Regions from separate parts of the Pan troglodytes genome. Here region 1 is linked to region 2. A link is a contact called in public HiChIP or PLAC-seq data. All regions are on one chromosome and are shown on one strand. The core of a region is the stretch at or near the end of the contact, and the rest is flanking DNA. Distances in the headings are between cores, read along the strand shown. Region 1 holds the start of KCNC3 (potassium voltage-gated channel subfamily C member 3). Region 2 holds the start of LOC468965 (zinc finger protein 345).

Evidence for each region. HiChIP or PLAC-seq counts read pairs in DNA pulled down with a chosen protein or histone mark.
Region 1: a contact with region 2 is called in an H3K4me3 HiChIP or PLAC-seq map of stem cell-derived excitatory neurons, with 7 times the contacts expected there. The contact joins the promoter of KCNC3 here to the promoter of LOC468965 in region 2. A contact is called at or near these places in 1 of 7 Hi-C or Micro-C datasets (stem cell-derived neural progenitor cells) and 1 of 1 datasets of contacts at active chromatin or transcription factors (stem cell-derived excitatory neurons).

Annotation. Positions count from the first base shown.
Region 1 is chr20:53,211,405-53,218,704 of NHGRI_mPanTro3-v2.0_pri, reverse strand. KCNC3 (potassium voltage-gated channel subfamily C member 3) reads left to right here and starts at 1,419. Exons shown (of 5, transcript XM_054672647.2): 1 at 1,419-2,305; 2 at 6,439-7,300. The coding sequence starts at 1,427. It overlaps LOC104003412 (a long non-coding RNA gene), which reads right to left and starts at 1,358. Exons shown (of 4, transcript XR_676012.4): 1 at 712-1,358.
Region 2 is chr20:53,036,142-53,043,259 of NHGRI_mPanTro3-v2.0_pri, reverse strand. LOC468965 (zinc finger protein 345) reads left to right here and starts at 4,061. Exons shown (of 3, transcript XM_054672632.2): 1 at 4,061-4,184.

The DNA of each region.
Region 1 (7,300 bases), core at 170-2,669, 180 kb before region 2:
ATCCCGAAGACTCCCCGTTCCAGGTCCCTCCCCTCCATCCAGCCCAGTAGCTTTGTACTCTTTGTAGTCTCATTGTTCCCCTGGGATCCACCTCTCCCGTTCCTCTACCCTCCCTTAGCCCTGCCCTGCCCTCGCCTACCCTGGTTGCTTTCAAGCCCCTCAAGCCCCGCTCCTCCCTTAGTCTCTCTTTCCTACCGCCCATTCAAGACGTTTTCTTTTTCTTTTATTTATTTATTTTTTGACACAGAGTCTCGCTCTGTCGCCCAGGCTGGAGTGGAGTGGTGCAATCTCGACTCATTGCAACCTCTACTTCCCAGGTTCAAGCGATTCTCCTGCCTCAACCTCCCGAGTAGCTGGGACTACAGGCACCCACAACCACGCCCAACTAATTTTTGTATTTTTAGTAGAGGCGGGGTTTCACCATTTTGGCCGGGCTGGTCTCGAACTCCGGACCTCAAATGATCCACCCACCTCAGCCTCGCAAAGTGCTGGCGTTACAGGCGTGAGCCACTGCGCCCTGCCTCAGGACGTTTTCTATTTGTCGACCCCACTCACCTTCCTCAGTACCACTCATCCATCCGGACACTCATTCTCCGGGCCCAGCCCCGACTAACCAGGCCCGCCTTGGAGCCTCAGCCCCGCTCCCTCCCTTAGGCCTATCCAGACCCTCTCGGGTTTCCAGGACTCTCTCAAGTTTCAACACCTTCTCACCGAGTCTAAGTCTTTGTTCTTCCCGTGTCCTCTTTCAGTCCAGCCTGTCCCCCTTGCGCGGAAAAGTCCTCCATCTCTAGTTCCCGCCCCAGTGCAGTCTCATCTGGACTGTTTCTACTTTCTGCAGCCCTGTCTCTTCCAAGCAATGCTGCTCCCCACCAGGTCCTGCCTAGCGGTGTTTTAGGTGAGGGCGTGCAATCTGTTTTGTTTCTCTCCGCCCCTTTCTCAGCCCAATCAGGACGGCCTCTCTCATGGTGGCCCCGCCCCTCCAGGCCAGTCGGGCGTCTTTAAATAGCTTGGATGTGTCCCCCTCCTCCCTCTACCCCGCCCGCACTTTTTTCAGTTCAGTAAGGTCTCTCTCTATCGTATCTAGCCCCGCCTTCCCCTGGCTACCAGTGCTGCCGAACACAATTAGTAGTAACCGGTCCCGCCTCCCTTGACGCCCCGCCCCGCCCCTCCTCCCTGCTCTCTTAGAAAGAGCCAATCGCTCCGTCTCATTGGCGGCCCCGACTCGTCCAGCTGGGTCGCGTTAGAGTGCCCGCCCCACTCCTCCCAGCCACAGCCCCGCCCCACCTCCCCCAGGCCAATCAGTTTGGTTCCTCTCCCCTAAGCCACGCCCCCGCTACCTCGCTCCTCCTCCCACCCAATCCCGTCGGTCTCTCCCCCTGTGCCCCCGCCCCTGCGTCCCCGCCCCTCCCGCCCCGCCCCCCGTCCAATGCTGAGCTCAGTCTGCGTCTCGTCCTTCCGCGGGCGCCAGGGGGCCAGCAAGCAGCAGCCGGCGCCACCGCCGCAGCCGCCCGAGTCCCCGCCGCCGCCACCGCTGCCGCCGCAGCAGCAGCAGCCTGCGCAGCCCGGCCCCGCCGCGTCCCCGGCGGGCCCCCCGGCACCCCGCGGGCCCGGGGGCCGGCGCGCCGAGCCATGCCCCGGGCTGCCGGCGGCGGCCATGGGGCGGCACGGCGGCGGCGGTGGCGACAGCGGCAAGATCGTGATCAACGTGGGCGGCGTGCGCCATGAGACGTACCGCTCGACGCTGCGCACCCTGCCGGGGACGCGGCTGGCTGGCCTGACGGAGCCCGAGGCGGCGGCACGCTTCGACTACGACCCGGGCGCCGACGAGTTCTTCTTTGACCGGCACCCGGGAGTCTTCGCGTACGTGCTCAACTACTACCGCACCGGCAAGCTGCACTGCCCGGCCGACGTGTGCGGGCCCCTGTTTGAGGAGGAGCTCGGCTTCTGGGGCATCGACGAGACCGACGTGGAGGCCTGCTGCTGGATGACCTACCGGCAGCATCGCGACGCTGAGGAGGCGCTCGACTCCTTCGAGGCGCCCGACCCCGCGGGCGCCGCCAACGCCGCCAACGCCGCCAACGCCGCAGGCGCCCACGACGGAGGCCTGGACGACGAGGCGGGCGCGGGCGGCGGCGGCCTGGACGGAGCGGGCGGCGAGCTCAAGCGCCTCTGCTTCCAGGACGCGGGCGGCGGCGCCGGGGGGCCGCCAGGGGGCGCGGGCGGCGCGGGCGGCACATGGTGGCGCCGCTGGCAGCCCCGCGTGTGGGCGCTCTTCGAGGACCCCTACTCGTCGCGGGCTGCCAGGGTGAGCGCGCTCTCGGGGCCCCCATCCACCCCACCCCCGCCTCTCCAGGCGCCCCCAGTCTCCCAGGAGCGCCCCAGCTCCACCCCTCTGGGTCCCTCTAGGCTTCTCAGTCTCCTAGAAGCCTCTTCCCCAATCCTGAGTCTCCTGGGCTCCTCCGAACACACCCCCCTCTCGCAGCCATCCCCCAGATCCTCCAAAGACGGATCTCCAACCTTCAGGCTCTTCCAGACCCCTCCAAAGTTCCCCCTCCCCCGCCAAGGCCACCCTAGACGCTTAGACACTTCCTCCAGACCGTGAATCTCCCGTGCTTCTCTGAACAACCCGGTCCCCACCTTTCCTGGGCTCCTCTGAGACCCTCCCCAACCCTCATGTCTCCTGGGCCCCTCCAAATCTCTTCTCACTACTCTTGGTCACCGTCCAGCCCTTGGTTTCTTGGACCTTCCCTAGCCCCTCAGAAGACATCCCTTCTCAGCCCTCAAATTCTCCTAGGCCCTGTGAGCCCTGACCCCCACTTTCCCTGCCTTCTCCAGACTCTCTGGGGCCCCCTATTCAACTCTCAGTTTCTCCCAGCACCTCCCCGATTCACCCCGTGGCCCGTCTCCCAGAAGACCTCTCTCTCCAAGTTTGAATCTCCTGATTATTTTTTCCACCCCCTTCCTGCAGTATCTTCTGCTCTCAAAGTCTCAGAAAACTCCCCCACTCCAACCTCACAGCCTTCTGGACCCCTCTGAACCTCCACTTGTTCTTGCCTGGACATTTTCACCTCCCCCTCACTGCAATACTGAGTCTTGGGGCATCTTCTCCGTTGGAACCTCCAGGCCCCCTCTGTGTTCACTCTGTGTTTAACACTCTTCAACCTCCACGCCAACTCCCATCTCAAGGACTTTCCCCATAAAGCTCCAGACTTCCCCCAAGCCTTTCACACTCCTCCTCAGTGTCTCCAGAAGCATCCCATGCCCCCATCATATGCCTTTCCTCTCCAGAACCCTCACATGTCCTCCAGAATTGTTCTTCCTCCTCCATAGATCCTCGCAGCTTCTCCTCTCCATCATTTTAACTGCACAGTGCACTCTCTATCCCTGGGACTCCCCCCATCCAAAGCCCCCACAGCCCTTTTTCTAGTCTAAGTGACTTTCCCTCCTGCTCTAGAACTTTTTCTAACCTCAAACCCTGGGAGGCCCCTCAAGTCATCAGCCCTAAAACTTTCATCTCAAAATAACTTACAATTCTTTCTACCTTGCCCTGGGATTCCTTCCACCTGCCCTCTTCCTTTCTGGAACCTCCACCCGCTCCCCGTGCAAAACCCAGAACCTAGCCCCTCAGTCTGTCCCCCTCCATCAAAGTGAACCAAAGAGCCTTCTCTCTCTCCAAATTCTAGATTTTCCCCCAAAGCTCTCTCCATCGCTCCCAGAAAACTTTCCTCAAGCATCCATAACTTCCTAGGCTAAATGACTACCCTCCCCCTGGGTTCTCTCCTGAACCATTTCCTCCTACTAACTTCCTCCCTGTCCCGGGGACCCCGGAGGGAGAATGTGGTGGAAAAGGGGGGCAGTGCAAAATGGGGGCAATTGGAAATGGGGGAAATAAGAGCGATCCCAAGACCCCCTCCTGGGCTCCTGGGGACCCAAACACAGAGGAGCAGGTCTTGGCCCCCTCCCCCCACCGTGCCGCGTCCTGAGCCGGGAAGGACGCGGAGCCGCAGTGCCGCATTCGCGCCGGGGGAGGGAGCGGGGGGACGCCTGGAGCCACCGCATAAAGTTTGGTCCCCAGAAAGCGCTGAGTTGGCGAGATTTGGGGTTGGATGGGGGGAGGTGGGGAAGAGGAGGTGCGGAAGGGACATGGCCCTGGATGCCCCCTCAAGACACTGAGCGGCTCCTTCCCCCATGGCCGGGGCGCCCTTCTCTCCTGTGACCCCATTGAAGGGTGCTGAGGTGAGGAGCGGGATGAAGTTAGAGTTCTTCTGTGATGGTCAGGCTAGGTGTTCGGGACAGCTACGGGAGATACTCATTTACTCCGCCAATGTGTTTTGGGTGTCCAAGGTGTGCCGAGCCCTTTCCAGCCTCCCAGTGAGATGGCTTGAGAGAGTTGGGAGCTGAGGCCAAAGCAAAGTGGAGGGTCCGACCCTACAGCCCCCTGCCCCCGCCCCCTTCCTCGTAATCACTCCTTTCCTTCTTACAGAGACTCCATGCCCTCCTACCCCTTCTGCTTTTGACACACTCTGGAGTAAGGGGTTAAACCAGCCCGACGCCGTCCAGCCTCTGCAGCTGCGCACTGCGGCGGGTGCCCACCTTTCCCTGTGCCCTGGGAGGGAAGGAGTTAATTAGACTCTTGGCCCTTGGCCTCCCGCCGGAAAGCAGCAACACTGCGGCTGCGCGTTGAATACTAGGCTCCGGCCCGGAAGGGGTTAAGACGGCCCCTAGCCGCCGCGGCTGCGCACTGCGGCGGGGGAGCTGTCCGCGGTACTGGCCGCCGTGCGCCCCGCCCCCCGGCCCGGCTGGCCCGCCCCCACTGCGGTGCCGCAGCTAGCGCCGCGCGCCCGGCTCGGAGGGGGCGGGGAACTAGGCATGCGCTCTGCGAAGGCCTCTGGCCTCTTAAACCACTGCAGAGAAACGAAGGTGGGGGTGGGGGGGAGTTCAGAGAGGACCTGCGCCGGCCCCCAGCCCACCCCAACGTCCAGGGTCCTCTCTGTGGCCCCGAAACTCTCCACCCACTACTTCCCAGCTCTGCACCTCAGTGAAGTCAAGCCCAGAGCCCAACCCCTGTGGAGGAAGGGGGGTGCACAGAGGGACAGTGCTGGCCCTTGGCCCACCCCAAAGTCCAAGGTCCTCTCTGTGGTCCAGCAGTGGCCTCCCCGTGCTCTGTGCCCCTGATTAATAGCAAAACTCCCCATGCCCTCCCTCCTCCACTACCCACAGGATTAAAACCCTCTCTTTACTATAACACCTGTCTTCCTTCCCTCTCCAATGCACATCTCTCCCCTCCCACCCCTCTGCATATCTGATAAAGCCCATGACATCTCTAGGGGCCTGGCCCATTGCTTTCGTTCTCCAAGACCCTGACCCCACTCCCTCCTCTTCTAGGCCTTCATCAAAACCCACATCACTGTGTGGCAGGACTCTGGTTATCCCCCATCTTGAAATGGCTCAGGACCCTTCACCCCTCATTCTCTGCCCCTTTGGCAAATGCCCTAACTTCTCTTTGGCCCTGGCTCTGCCTTCTCCCACAGTGTCCAGGCCAGTGACTCTCCTTCCTCTTCAGGGCCCTAAACCCTGCCTGACTCTCCTCTTTTATCTCCTCTTCCATTTTTGCAGGCTTAACCCTTCAACCCCTCCTCCCTTAAGGGCCCGGACCCCCACCTCCCCTCTGTGGCACCACCACTGCCTTGTCCTCTCTGGGTGAGGCCTTGACCTTGCCCCCCAACTGACTGCTGCCTGCATACCCTAACAACAGCTCAGGTCTTCTTACTGTGTTCCAGGCACTGCTCCAAGCACTGTGTTTGGAGCCAAGTCCTTCGTACGCTCATCTAATTTAATCCTCACAACAATCCCACTACAAACTTCTGGTTCAGAAAGCTCAGTCTCCTTGCCCAGTTTTGACAGGTTAAAAGCCAGATTCATACCCAGGCTCTCTGACTCTTAACCACCTCATGATTCTGCCTCCCTGCCCACCTTTTCCCTTCCCGTCTGCTCAGCTCCAAGCTGAGCCCTAAAGCCTCCGAGACACACAGGATGTGTGATCTTAGGCCTGGTGGCTCCCGTCCCACAGCAGAACCTGTGGACCCTGCTGGGGGGCCCTGAAATAGGACACAGGGAACAGGAGGGTGGGGGGAGGTGGTCTAGGAAACAGCAAGGGGCCAGAAATGTTTCCAAGGAAAGAAGCTGCCCATCTGCTGCGTCTGCTGGGGCCAGCTCTTCTCCAACTGCCTCTGTTCCTTTCTCTCCCCTTTTGCTAGCTTTAGAGGGGAGAATGGGATTCTGGAAGTGATGGAGCCACAGGGCTGAGACACCTGGATTTTGCCCAGAGTTTGGGCCCAGGAGGCTGGGGAAGGGGGCACTGGGAGGGTCTTCTGGATGTTATGGCCAACCCGATGCCTAGGTCACCTCTCCCCCTCTCTCTCCCTCCCTGCCCTGCAGTATGTGGCCTTCGCCTCCCTCTTCTTCATCCTCATCTCCATCACCACCTTCTGCCTGGAAACCCATGAGGGCTTCATCCATATTAGCAACAAGACGGTGACCCAGGCCTCCCCGATCCCCGGGGCACCTCCGGAGAACATCACCAACGTGGAGGTGGAGACGGAGCCCTTCCTGACCTACGTGGAGGGGGTGTGCGTGGTCTGGTTCACCTTCGAGTTCCTCATGCGCATCACCTTCTGCCCAGACAAGGTGGAGTTTCTTAAAAGCAGCCTCAACATCATCGACTGTGTGGCCATCCTGCCCTTCTATCTCGAGGTGGGCCTCTCGGGCCTCAGCTCCAAGGCTGCCAAAGACGTGCTGGGCTTCCTGCGGGTGGTCCGCTTCGTCCGCATCCTGCGCATCTTCAAGCTGACCCGGCACTTCGTGGGGCTGCGCGTGCTGGGACACACGCTCCGCGCCAGCACCAACGAGTTCCTGCTGCTCATCATCTTCCTGGCCCTGGGGGTGCTTATCTTCGCCACCATGATTTACTACGCTGAGCGCATTGGCGCCGACCCCGATGACATCCTGGGCTCCAACCACACCTACTTCAAGAACATCCCCATTGGCTTCTGGTGGGCCGTGGTCACCATGACGACCCTGGGCTATGGAGACATGTACCCCAAGACGTGGTCGGGGATGCTGGTCGGGGCGCTGTGTGCCCTGGCGGGGGTGCTGACCATCGCCATGCCCGTGCCCGTCATTGTCAACAACTTTGGCATGTACTATTCGCTGGCCATGGCCAAGCAGAAGCTGCCCAAGAAGAAGAACAAACACATCCCCCGGCCCCCGCAACCGGGCTCGCCCAACTACTGCAAGCCTG
Region 2 (7,118 bases), core at 2,812-5,311:
AGTGCAACCCTCGAGGATGGTTAAATAGAGGAAGAGCAGTGGTCAATGTGGAAGGTACAGGTTTTCTTCTCTATCTGAACTACAATTCTTCACCCTCTGTGCACCTGAATACTAGATTCGAATACATTTTCTTTCTTTTTCTTTTTCTTTTCTTTTTCTTTTTTTTTTTTTTGAGACAGAGTCCTGCTCTGCCACCCAGGTTGGAGTGCAGTGCCATGATCTCAGCTCACTGCTGCCTCCCGGTTTCAAGCGATTCTCCTGCCTCAGCCTCCTAAGTAGCTGGGATTACAGGCGTGCACCACCATGCCCAGCTAATTTTTTTTTTTTTTTTTTGAGACAGAGTCTTGCTCTTTTGCCCAGGCCGGACTTGCAGTGACACTATCTGGGCTCACTGCAAGCTCTGCCTCCCAGGTTCATGCCATTCTCCTGCCTCAGCCTCCCGAGTAGCTGGGACTACAGGTGCCCGCCACCGCGCCCAGCTAATTTTTTGTATTTTTAGTAGAGATGGGCTTTCACTGTATTAGCCAGGATGGTCTTGATCTCCTGACCTTGTGATGCGTCTGCCTTGGCCTCCCAAAGTGCTGGGATTACAGGCGTAAGCCACCGCGCCCGGCCTAATTTTTGTATTTTTAGTAGAGATGGGGTTTCACTATGTTGGCCAGGCTGGTTTCGAACTCCTGACCTCAAGTGATCCGCCAGCCTCAGCCTCTCAAAGTGCTGGGATTACAGGCATGAGCCACCGCGCCTGGCTGGGGTTTGTTTGTTTTAACGTCTTAATGCTGCAGGTCCAGACACTTCCTCAACTTCATGGAAATTTCCTGGGAGAAGTGCAGAATAAACAGATAATTAAGTCGTACATAAATTATAGTGTGATGAGACTGGAGCGAGAGAGACAGACAGTTACAAAGAATTACAACACAGCGGTTAGCACATAGCCCTATAAGATACTGGGATGTTCCTGTGGGAACCCAACAGAGCGAATTGCCAGCTCCGGCTCAGCTCGGTGGAAATCGGAGAACGTTTACTGCAGGAGAGGCTGTAAGAACTTGTTCTTGCAAGAAAAGTAGGTGTTTTCTGAAAGCAGTAGTGGGGAAAAGGTAGAAGGAAGAGCAAATAGCAAGTCACAGTTGGGGCCAGGTGCGGTGGCTCATGCCTGTAATCCCAGCACTTTGGGAGGCCGAGGCGGGCGGATCACGAGGTCAAGAGATCGAGACCATCCTGGCCAACACGGTGAAACCCCGTCTCTACTAAAAATACAAAAATTATCTGGGTGTGGTGGCACGCGCCTGTAGTCTCAGCTACTTGGGAGGCTGAGGCAGGAAAATCGCTTGAACCCGGGAGGCAGAGGTTGCAGTGAGTCGAGATCGTGCCACTGCACTCCAGCCTGGCAACAGAGTGAGACTCCGTCTCAAAAAATAAATAAATAAGTAAAAAATATAAGTCACCGGCGGGAACTATTAACACGTTTTTTATTTTTTATTTTTTGAGACGGAGTCTCACAGGCTGGAGTGCAATGGTGCTATCTTGGCTCACCACAACCTCTGCCTCCCGGGTCAAGTGATTCTCCTGCCTCAGCCTCCCGAGTAGCTGAGATTACAAGCCCCAGCCACCACGTCTGGCTAATTTTTTTGTATTTTTAGTAGACACAGGGTTTCACCATATTGGCCAGGCTGGTTTTGAACTCCTGACCTCAAGTGATCCACCTGCCTTGGCCTCCCAAAGTGCTGGGATTATAGGCATGAGCCACCGCGCCTGGCCTAACGCGTTTTTTAATAATAGCAAACACTTATATGGTGTTTTCTATCTGTCACATACTGTTCTAATGGCTTTACTCCTATCTACCTATTCAAATCTCATAACCTGATAAAGAGGGTACTAATTATTGCCCCATGTACTTATTATCACCCCATGTACAATGAGGAAACTGAGGCACGGAGAGGTTAATGACTTGCAAAGCTCTGATAATAACTTGTATTTAATATCAAATTTCAGCTTCCTCAAAACCTTTGAAGACAGTTGTATCAGCCAGGATAAGTAGTTATGCTTCAGTAACAAACACCCCCCCAACCTCCTTCATGGCTTGTAGCAATGAAGACTTACTCCTTGTTCACGTGTGTTCCATATAAGGACTTTATGCAAAATAACCCCCAAGTGTGGAAGGAGACAATAAACCAAAAAAGAGGGAGACAAACCCAGTTCATTGGTAAGGGGTGATTTATTTGGGGAACTTACAAAGGGAAGCATGGTCTTGGGTGGCAGCAAGACAGGTCTATCTCCACACAGTTACTCCCTAATCCTAAGGCTTATCTCACATAGGGAAGGGCAATACTTGCTTTAGCAAGACAATTAAGGGTTAAGACAATTAACCCTACAGAACAGGCAATGTTCTGTATGCTGTGTCATAGCCTATAATTTGTGTGATAACATCAAGGTTGACATGTTCTTACACTAGGGACAGTAAGTAAAGTAGAAATCAGAAGGAATTCCCAGGACTGGGATTAATCAGAAGTCAACATGGCGGATAACCATCCAAGATGGAGTCACCTTTGTCTCCAGTGTGACATGCCTATTATAGATTAGCTGAGGTTCTGCTCCATGCCACCCTGACTCTAGAGCCTCAGCTGACAGTACAACCTGTGCTTGGAGCATTTGGTTATCGGAACACAAGGAAAAAGGAGCAAACTCGGCAGCAGTAAAATGAAGTGGTTGCAAATATGGGCTGGACCTGGATTCAAGTCCTGCCTCTGTCCTCGACTAGCTCTGGGAGCTTGGGGGGATGACATAAATCCTCTATCTCAGTGTCCTTGTCTGTGAAATAGGGAGAGCAATGCCTTCTTCATAGGGTGGTGGTGTCAGCTCAGTCAACTAGTAAATCTCACAACGTGTTGTCAATAAGTAACACCTATTATTATTTCATTCTGGCAATGAGCCATCTAGCTTTTGCTCATGAGCACATATATGGTTTACACTTTTTTTTTTTTTTTTTTGAGACAGAGTCTTGCTCTCTTGCCCAGGCTGGCACCATCACAGCTCACTGCAGCCTTGCCCTCCTGGGCTCAACTGATCCTCCTGCCTTAGCCTCCCGAGTAGCTGGGTCTACAGGTGCTCACCACTATGCTTGGCTAACTTTTATATTTTCTGTAGAGATGGGGGTCTAGCTATGTTGCCCAGGCTGGTCTCAAACTTCTGAGTGCAAGTGATCCTCCCTCTTTAGCTTCCCTCTTTGAAATCCCAAAGTGCTGGGATTTCAGGTGTGAACCACTGCACCCAGCCTGGCAATTCTTTTAGTGTTTTACGATTAAGATTGATATGAGGTTTTGATTATATGGACATACATAAACACAATAAGAAGCCAGTAATTCTTTAACATTGTCGCTATTGTTGTTCAATATGAATATATGCTTAATTTATTAAGCTTATCTAGAAATGACTGGTTACAGAATTTTTTTGTAAGCTTTCTCAGCATCTAGGGTTACTGAATGTTATTAAAAGTCTTTTTAGTGTATCTATAGATATGCTTGCATATTGATATATTCAGAAAGGTCAAAAGATAAATTGCGTAATGTCCTAATATCAAACCATCCTTACACTCCTGAACACACATCTCCCAGCTCCCAGAACAGGCTCCATTGCCTGTATCACACTGCCCTTTAAGAAGTGGTGGGTGAAACTGAGGCAAACAGGAAGGCAGATGCCCAGGGAAATTGAGTAACAGTGGTTCAATTCATTCACCATCAGTTTACACAGGGCCAAATTTTATCTGTCCTGAAGACTTCAGCCATGGTATGAGAAATTTGGATTAAATGGACAATGGCATCGCCTCTGCCTAAAACAGGGATATTCGCGTGCCAGTACAGTCAGGCATGTCCCAAATACCAGTTTTCCTCCAAAAGCTGTTGTGTATGTATCTAAATACAGTCTTACTCCTGCCCCGCATCCTGCTCCCAGACTCCATTTCCCAGCATTCCCTCGCAGTCAGAGCCCTTAGGCCGGGAGGAGCAAGAGCCTCAATGGTTTCTGGGAAATGTAGTCCAGCTGCGATGCCGCGTTTAAGGTACCTGGACTTACAGTTCCGAGACAGGGACTGCGCAGGCGCGTTCCGGGACCCGGCGGAGGAAGGGAAGGCCTGGCTGTCCAGCGGAATCCGCCTGGACGCACGGACCTCGCGGACCCGACCGGAGCAGGTGGGTGCAGGCCGGGCCAGACAGGCTAGCAGAAGCTCCGGGGGCGGGCCCGAGTTGGGTCTGGGTGGGAGTGGGGAGTGCGCTGTGGGTGACGCCCCGCCCCCTCTTGTCATTCCCTGAGTCCCACCTAGTATCAGTGCGGCTCAGACGCCTCGGCGCGCAGGAATTGGGCGTCTGCTGTTTGCCAGGAGTCCGGCGGAGCGTGGGACTGCTGCGATCCCTAGGAAGGGGAACCTACCTTTCCTCACTTTGCAACTGAAGAAACTGAGAGTCGGGGAGACTCCGCGATTTCTCTCAGGCTGGTAGAGCTGCAACCCAGATTCTGACCCCAGAACCCGAAAGCAGCACTGCACAGGCACAGACTCGGTCTCGGCTCCCCTTATCCTGAGCATCTGTTCTTCCCTCTCTGGGTCTCCCAGCTCTCTCTGATCTTCCCCTCACCCTCGCCGCCCCAGGTCCTGTCCCCCTCTCGCTGGGTCTCTGTACCCCCTCTCTCTGCGTCTCTGTCCCCCTCTCTGTGGGTCTCTGTCGCCCTCTCTCGGTCTCTGCGCCCTCCCACTCCCCAGCCCTTCTAGCGAATCTCTGTGTTTTCCAAAGACAAGGTCATTTTCTTACATAACCATAGCACCACGATCACAATGAGGAAATTAATATTGATGTAATAGTAATAGCTAATCTATAGACTTTATTCAAATTTTTGATGATTCTTCCAATAATGTCTTTTTGTCCTTCTTTTTCTTTTTCTTTTTTTGGAGACAGAGTCTTGCTCTGTCACCCAGGCTGGAGTGCAGTGGCACAATCATAGCTCACTGCAGCCTCGACCTCCTGGGCTCAAGAGATCCTCCCACTTCAGTCTTCTGAGTAATCAGGATTACAAGCACACGCCACCATGCCCGGCTAATTTAAAAAATTTTTTTTTGTAGAAACGGGGTCTCACTGTGTTGCCCGGGCTGGTCTCAAACTCTTGGGCTCAAGCGATCCTCCCACCTCAGCCTCCCAAAGTGCTGGGATTACAGCTGGCTCCAATAATGTCCTTAATGACCAAAGGAAATCCTAGGTCACACATTGCTCGCTTTGTTGGGTCTCCTTCAGTCTGGAACCGGTTTTCAGTCTTCTTTTGGAAGTTCCGAAGATTACAGACCATGTACTTGCATGTCCCTCAGTTTGGGTTTGTCTGGTGCTTCTTCATAGTTAGATTTAGGTCACACGCTTTTGGCAGGGATGCCCTAGGAGTGATGCTGTCTCCTCATCGGACTGGGGACCCTGGGCTCGGCTTGTCCCACCACACACCACATCAGCCTCACTCACATGGGTAAGGTGGCATCTGCCAAGTTTCTCCTCTCTAGTTTCCCTGGTCTGGGCGCGGTGGCTCACACCTGTAATCCCAGCACTTTGGGAGGCCGAGGGGGGCGGATAACCCGAGGTCAGGAGTTCGAGACCAGCCTGGCCAACATGGTGAAACCCCATCTCTACTAAAAATACAAAAAAATTAGCCTGGTGTGGTGGCACACACCTGTAATCCCAGCTACTTGGGAGGCTGAGGCAGGAGAATCGCTTGAAGCTGGGAGGTGGAGGTTGCAGTGAGCTGAGATCGCGCCACTGCACTCTAGCCTAGGTGGCAGAGCGAGACTCCATCTCAAATAATAATAATAATAATAATAATAATAATAATACAAAAATTAGCTGGGCGTGGTGGCGGGCTCCTGTAACCCCAGCTACTCAGGAAGCTGAGGCCTGAGAATCACTTGAAACTCGGGAGGTGGAAGTTTCAGTGAACCAAGATCGCCTCACTGCACTCCAGCCTGGGCGACAGAGCGAGACTCTGTCTCAAAAATAAAATAAGGCCAGGTGTGGTGGCTCACGCCTGTAATCCCAGCACTTTGGGAGGCTGAGGCGGGTGGATCACCTGAGGTCAGGAGTTCGAGACCAGTCTGGCCAACATGGTGAAACCCCATCTCTACTAAAAATACAAAAAATTAGCCAGGTGTCGTGGTGGATACCTGTAATCCCAGCTACTCGGGAGGCTGAGGCAGGAGAATTGTGTGAACCCAGGAGGCGGAGGTTGCAGTGAGCTGAGATTGAGTCACTGCACTCCAGCCTGGGCAACAAGAGTGAAACCCTGTCTCCAAATTAATAAATTAATTATTTAAATAAGATAAAAAAGTTACCCTGTTCTTTTTGTAATTAACAAGTGATTCATGGGGATAAAGTTAAGACTGTCTTCCTCATTTTCTCATCAAAACCTCGTGCACTAGGCCGGGTGTGGTGGCTCACACCTGTAATCCCAGCAATTTGGGAGGCTGAAGCGGGTGAATCATGAGGTCAGGAGATTGAGACCATCCTGGCTAACATGGTGAAACCCTGTCTCTCCTAAAAAAAAAAAAAAAAAAATTAGCCAGGAGTGATGGCAGGTTCCTGTAGTCCCAGCTACTCAGGAGGCTGAGGCAGGAGAATGGTGTGAACCTGGGAGGTGGAGCTTGCAGTAAGCCGAGATCACGCCATTGCACTCCAGCCTGGGCAACAGATAGAGACTCCGTCTCAAAAAAAAAAAACACCTCATGCACTAGTTTCAGCATTCAGGTGTGTGTGTTCTGTGTAGCCGGGGATGTGTATGGCTTATCGCCTGGGAAATGTGTGTGAGGTGCTGCATCTTTTCATTCTGTGGACTGTATTAGTTTCCCATGGCGCTGTAACAAATTGCCACACACTTAAAATGACACAATTTTATTATATTACAATCCTGGAGGCCAGAAGTTGGAAGCGGGATTCAAAGGGATCAAGGGGTCAGCGCGGCCACGCTCCCTCCAGAGGCTCCAGGGATGCATCTGTTTCGCTGCCTCGTTGCCAGTTTCCAGGGGCCTGCTTTCCTTGGCTTGTAGCCCTTTCCTCTGTCGTCAAAGCCAGCAGCATAGCGTCCTCTCTCTCAGCCTCTGC